2 separate regions of the Oryza sativa genome follow, and region 1 is linked to region 2. A link is a contact called in public ChIA-PET data. All regions are on one chromosome and are shown on one strand. Each heading gives the region's core, a stretch centred on a gene start, on an enhancer-like site or on the middle of the called end of the contact. The rest is flanking DNA. Distances are from core to core; before and after follow the strand shown.

Region 1 (3,080 bases), core at 502-3,001, 120 kb after region 2:
CGGATCTGACAGACAAGTGCTAGTGGCCTCCGGCTCCAGGTAGAAGGGGAGAAGATGAGCTTGTTGAGGGTGGAGAAAAGCTCAGCGACGATGAGACGAACTTGGTGACAGAGGACAGCAGCAGAGGCATGTTGGAAGTTGGAGGTCCATCGTCACCCTCGTCATTGAGCCCATGCCTTGCTGCTCGAGCCGCCGCATTGGCCAGATCTGGCACCTGAGCAGTTGGGGCTGCCGTATTCGGCGTGTGCACGGTCGTAGACACCGAATCCAAACGAGAAAAGGAGCGGATGGGCTAGATGACGACGAGAAGAGGAGGGCAACGATGATGCGACTTGGGAGGTGAGGCAAGTCGATGCAAATGGGAGATGGGGTGAGGGATGCGCCCTGCTTGCACTGTCTGCACCCGCACGTGCTCGCTTGCATCCGCGGCCACATGAGCCAGACCTGGCTGAGAAGCGAAAGGTGAAAACCTGCATCTCTTAGGCCTGGCTCTTGGGGCCGAATTGCATCTGCTCATCCTCGATCGCGAGCACACCTAACCAAACAAGATATTCACTGCATCTCTCATGTGTCCGGGCAACCAAACACACCCTGTATGAACTACACGAGTTTCCCAAATATGTATGTTCTTCAGAAAATAGCATAGTTGCATCTCACTGAATGCCAAAATTCAAATGCCCAAACAGAACAGGCATCTCCAACATAACCACCACAGTACGACAAGACTGAATTATTGTACAATAAAGGTTATTTTTTTATGAAAACTAAACTGATGATTAAATAAAATTACTCAATATACCTAAACAACCATGGGTGTATAGGCTGTGGTTAGTTCCCTTCAAACTTCCAACTTTTCCGTCACATCAAATGTTTGAACACATGCATAGAGCATTAAATGTGTACGAAAAAAACCAATTACACAGTTTGCAGGTAAATTACGAGATGAATCTTTTGAGCATAATTACGCCATGATTTGACAATGTGGTGCTACAGTAAACATTTGCTAATGACAGATTAATTAGACTTAATAGATTCATCTCGCAATTTACAGGGAGAATATGTAATTTGTTTTGTTATTAGTCTACGTTTAATACTTCAAATGTGTGTCCGTATACGTCAAAAAAAATTGCCAAAACAACTAAACACGACCATAACCTTCCGAAACAGTACACAAAGTGCACAAAAAGCAGCAATGACAACTGTTTGTTCCCCAAAACTAGCGAGTGTTTTACCATAGAAGAAGAAATCAATAGCAAATGCTCTGACCTCCCAAAAGAATATGTCGCCAGAGATCCCACCGCCGATGAGGTAGCTCCCCTCCGGATCAGCGATGAGCGCGCGTATCGGCTCAACCGGGAAGCTCTTGACGGCCACCTGGGGCTGCAGGGGACCAACAAAGGACATGAAGCTCCGCCTCCGAGATAGGGTTTTGTGAGTTTAAAGGACCGTGGGTTAAGGTCGAGTGATTTACCTTGTCCCAGTGGTAGTAGTGGATGGGTGCTGAGTTGCCGGCGGGGGCCTGGGAGGCGGCGAGGAAGCGGCCGGCGACGACGGTGAGAGCGCGGGGGCGGGAGGCGCAGGTGCGGTGGCGGATGGCCTCGGCGCCCGTGCGGAGGTCCCACGCGGCAACGCCGGCGTCGGTGGAAGAGGCCGCGAGCACCAGCTGCTGCGGCGGCGCCATGGTGTGTTGGAGGGGACGGAAGACAGGGAGCGGCGGACGTGATGGCGCGGCCGCGTGGGAGAAGGCCCTGCAGGGGGAGCGCCTCCAAGGCGACCTACTTAGGGTTAGAGTATAGCTGTCAAATGGGCCGGACCAAGACCCGGCCGGGGCACGGCCGTACTCTAGGACTGGGCTGGCCGGCACGGCTACCACAACCCATGGGCCGGCACGACACGACCCAAGCACGAGACACGGCCCGGCTGACCCATACATTTTATTCTAACCAAAAAAAAAAAAGTCCGTGCGTTGCAACAGATGAAAGTTATTTTAATCTTATTATTGTTATACATTTTAGTTAAGGTGAAATCTATTGTAAGAACTCGTTTGGATATATATTTTTTTAAGAAAATCATGCGCTGCAATTAGGACTCTGATCGTTTCAAGGTAGCATGCAAGTTTTTTTTAAAGAGATTTCTTATGCGATTCCTTCTATATTTTAAAAACTAAACGAACTTAAAAACCGACTCTATATTTTTCTCAGAAAATCATGATCTGCAATTAGGAGTCCGGTCATTTCAAGTTAGCATGCGAGTTTTTTTAAAAGAGGTTTGTTATACGATTCTTTTTATATTTCCAAAAGCGAACGAACTTAAAAACCGACTTAAATACGGAACTGTATTTCCAAAAAGAACAAACTTGAAAACCAACTCATGCACGGATGACGTACCAAAGTACCGGCAAAAATATCTTCAATTTTTATATTTTATTCTTACTAGAAAAAATGCCCGTGCGTTGCAACAGGTGAAGTCTATTTTAATCTTATTATTGTTATATGGTTTAGTTAAGATGAAATTCACTGTGGGAGTTCGCTTGGATATATATATAGAAAATCATGAGCTGCAGTTAAGAGTCAGATCGTCTCAAGTTAGCATGTGAGTTTTTTTAAACAGATTTCTTATATGATTCCTTCTGTATTACCAAAAGTGAGCGATCTTAAAAACCGACTCAAATACGGATATGTATTTTCAAAAGCAAATAAACTTAAAAACCGACTCATACACGGATGACGTACAAAATACCGACAAAAACATCTTCAATTTTTATAATAGTTGAGATAGAGATAGAAAAGAGATATAGATTAAAACCAAAACATAAAATTAAAACCAACTCAAACATAGATGACGAACCGCAGAAATATCTTTAATTTTTATAACCGACTCAAACACGGATGATGGACCGCGGAAACATCTTCAATTTTTATAATAGTACAGACTAGGAAAATGTCCGTGCGTTGCAACGGGTAAAAACGTTTTTGATAGCTATACATTATACTCGTTTGGTTTTGGACCGAAAGCTCATTCATTCATTCCTTTCCAGCCCGATCCCGGTTCGCTACCTCACTACGCTCGGCCTTTCACTC
Region 2 (2,889 bases), core at 360-2,859:
CTAGTTCCTCTAGTTATTTAAATGAGTTACAGGTTGGTTTGCAAGAAGGGGAGTGTTGTGGTTTTTCAACTACAAAGATTTTAGGATCCAATCATATGGTCAACAAGAAATGTTCAGCACAGGATGTTGTGATAGACAAAGATAAGTACAATACGCTCCATGACAAGGTGAAACCGAGGACGGTTTCCAATCAAGAAGGGGAGGATGATGAGGACACAACTAGCTCGGATATAACCATGACTACCTTATGTATTAATCAACCAAAGGTGCATATGTTCTACATTAAATTAGCATGTTATATATTTGAACAAACGTTGCTACACAATGAGTTTCCTATGTTTTTGTTTGCATAGGTACTTGCTTGGGCTAAGGAAAAGAGACCGAGCGTAACGAATTCATGGATGATCAAAGAAGTTGATTGGGGACCATATCAAGACCTGCTCCAAGTCCACTTCCATCTTATCACGTCACTTTTGGCCCATATAAGACAAGAGATAAAGTTCTACACGTTTTGGATTCGAATTCGGGTCTCTTGACAGCATCAACTTCAAACGGACCTAGCTGCTGATCTAGAAGGAATTTCGGGGCCCATGAGTACTTGTTGGAAAGCTGATGGAGTCTATTTTCAGATGGTTTTGTTCCCACATCAAAATTCCTACCGAGCTGCCAGGAATCTGCAAAACAAGCCACGTATCTCATCCAGTCTGAATCTGACTTGGGTTTTGGGCCTTGTAATTGTGTCGTGGGCTTAGCCCAAGGGGGTGTGCGCCCTAGGGCAACCCTAGGACGTCTCTAATCATATTAATTCAGTAGCCGTCATCGTTTAGAGTTGGGTTTTGCTTAGATTATTCTGTCAAGAACAATTTCGCCACTAGATCGGTTTGTAGAACCCCAAATTCGTGTGCTTAATCATTCATATGCAATTTGGTTGCAATCTATCTTGTTCTTGCTTGTGTTCTTCAATTCGCATGTAGGGATTAGCTTTCTCGGCGAGGTCAACCGGGTTTCGGCACGGTTGATAACCAGAGGAGACGTGGTGCTGCGATTGCGGGGCTTAGTAGCGTGTTCGTTCAGAAGCCGGATCGAGTTGTGTCGAGACTCCGCTCAAATCGACTGTTTATCAATACCTATCGGAAGATCGGGACCTAACTCCCTCATCACAGATCATCTATTTCGACAATGTGATTTCACATGACAGACTTGGGACTTGGTGGCTGCAACAAGAGAAATCAATAATAACCAAAATCATTCGAATCGGAGTACATTATGGGGCGCAGAAAGGGCGGGCGAGGAGGTGTGCCACGTCAGGATTTTGCTACAGTATGTACAGTGCGCGGGTGGCATTTTTGCGAAAAGGCCCTCCGGTTCGCGCGTAATTCGGCCGCAGTCCCCCGAGGAAATACCTGTGAGGTGGTTTTTTACGTAAAGGACCTTAGAAAAGATGGATATTACGTGATAAGGAGGGAAAAATCGCGTGTTGGGACTGCGATGTAAAACAAGAAAGCCGAGGGGCTTTTTCGCAAAACTCCGCGCACTAACCCGCCCGCCCCCAACCCTAGCCTCCGCCGCCCGCATCCCATCCTCCCTCGTCTCGCTCTCTCCCTCTCTCGCCGCCGCCTGCGCTTTCCCCTCGCGCTGCCACCTCCGCCTCGCGCCGTTGCCATCGTCATCCGCATCGCCTCGCGCCTCCGCCGCCGTCGCCGTCGCCGTCGCCATCGCCGTAGCGTCGCCGTCTCCGAGCGCCTCCACCTCCTGTCCATTCCCCTCGCAAAAAATCGACACCACCGGCAGGCAGAACCGATGGCTGCCATGAGAGGTAAAAGGAAACCCTTCCTGAGTCATCACTTCCTCCAGCGCCCTCCTTTTCCCTCTACTTGGGATCGATTTACTCGATTTCGCTCCTGAATATTGATTTTCTTGTCGAATGGTGGGTTGGGGTGGTGATGCAGGAGATGGGGAGCAGATGAGTTTCCTGTGGGGATGGCGTTCGATTGGTTGCGGTCGTTCAACCTCCAGTCTTGCCACTCCCCATCCATGCAAGGCGATCTTTCGGGTCGATGCCAAAGGAGACGAAGAAGCCATTGACATCAGTGCAGCGGGCGCCCTGACCTGGTCCATGTCGTCACCTTCCTCTGGGCAATCACTGAAGTGAAGCTTCGCTAACTAGCGATGGATCTTCCGGCTCTGGCTCCGCCAACCATAGCGCAGGTACATGACTCATGAGCTCATATGACTTGTGATTCTCCTCCCAACATTTATTTTTGTTAGTTTGTGGATTGGAATCTGTTGCAGATCGAGGAGCTTGAGCGAGTTGTTGGGATTAGGTTTATCTATAGAGGTGCAGTGGGGACACGCCGCCGTCGTCAGCGTCTTGCTGAACCATGGCGCTGATGTAGGCGGACGCAGTGATGATGATTCTTGACTGTATTTTAGGGAACTAATTGCTCCAATTCTGACAAATTTTAACTATATTTTTGGTTCCCTGAAATGCTAATTGTTCCAATCCTGACAAATACAATGTATTAGGCAGGTAGTTTTGATTTGAAATCTCTTTTGGATTTTGTAGCCCAACAGGATTGCCAATTTCGTCTTCACACCGTTGGTTTCGTCACTTTTGGGGGGATCATTGGAATGCATGAAGTTGCTCTTTCAGATAGATTTTCTGCTAATTATCTTCGTTCTTTTTTTCTCCAGCTCCATGCTTTTTTACTTCCTTGTACCACTAACTTCATTATTCTTGCAATTTTGTTTACTGGCATTTATACCTTAACCATCATTCTGGATTTACAGTGCTTTCTAAAGAATCTACTGTGCTGAACACATGAACTAGGCCGATGCTAACGTTAATGGCGCTGGATTCAATGGAGCAACTCCTCTGCTGTTAGCATG

What was found. ChIA-PET counts read pairs in DNA pulled down with a chosen protein or histone mark.
Region 1: an H3K9ac ChIA-PET map of leaf shows a contact between it and region 2, with 8 times the contacts expected there. The contact joins the promoter of LOC4342993 here to the promoter of LOC136351221 in region 2. A contact is called at or near these places in 1 of 15 Hi-C or Micro-C datasets (leaf) and 2 of 4 datasets of contacts at active chromatin or transcription factors (leaf and seedling).

What each region holds. Positions count from the first base shown.
Region 1 is chr7:12,837,476-12,840,555 of ASM3414082v1, forward strand. LOC4342993 (protein ROOT INITIATION DEFECTIVE 3) reads right to left here and starts at 1,752. Exons shown (of 9, transcript XM_015792263.3): 1 at 1,472-1,752; 2 at 1,267-1,380. The coding sequence starts at 1,681.
Region 2 is chr7:12,719,160-12,722,048 of ASM3414082v1, forward strand. LOC136351221 reads left to right here and starts at 1,610. Exons shown (of 5, transcript XM_066312288.1): 1 at 1,610-1,816; 2 at 1,950-2,208; 3 at 2,831-2,889. The coding sequence starts at 2,170.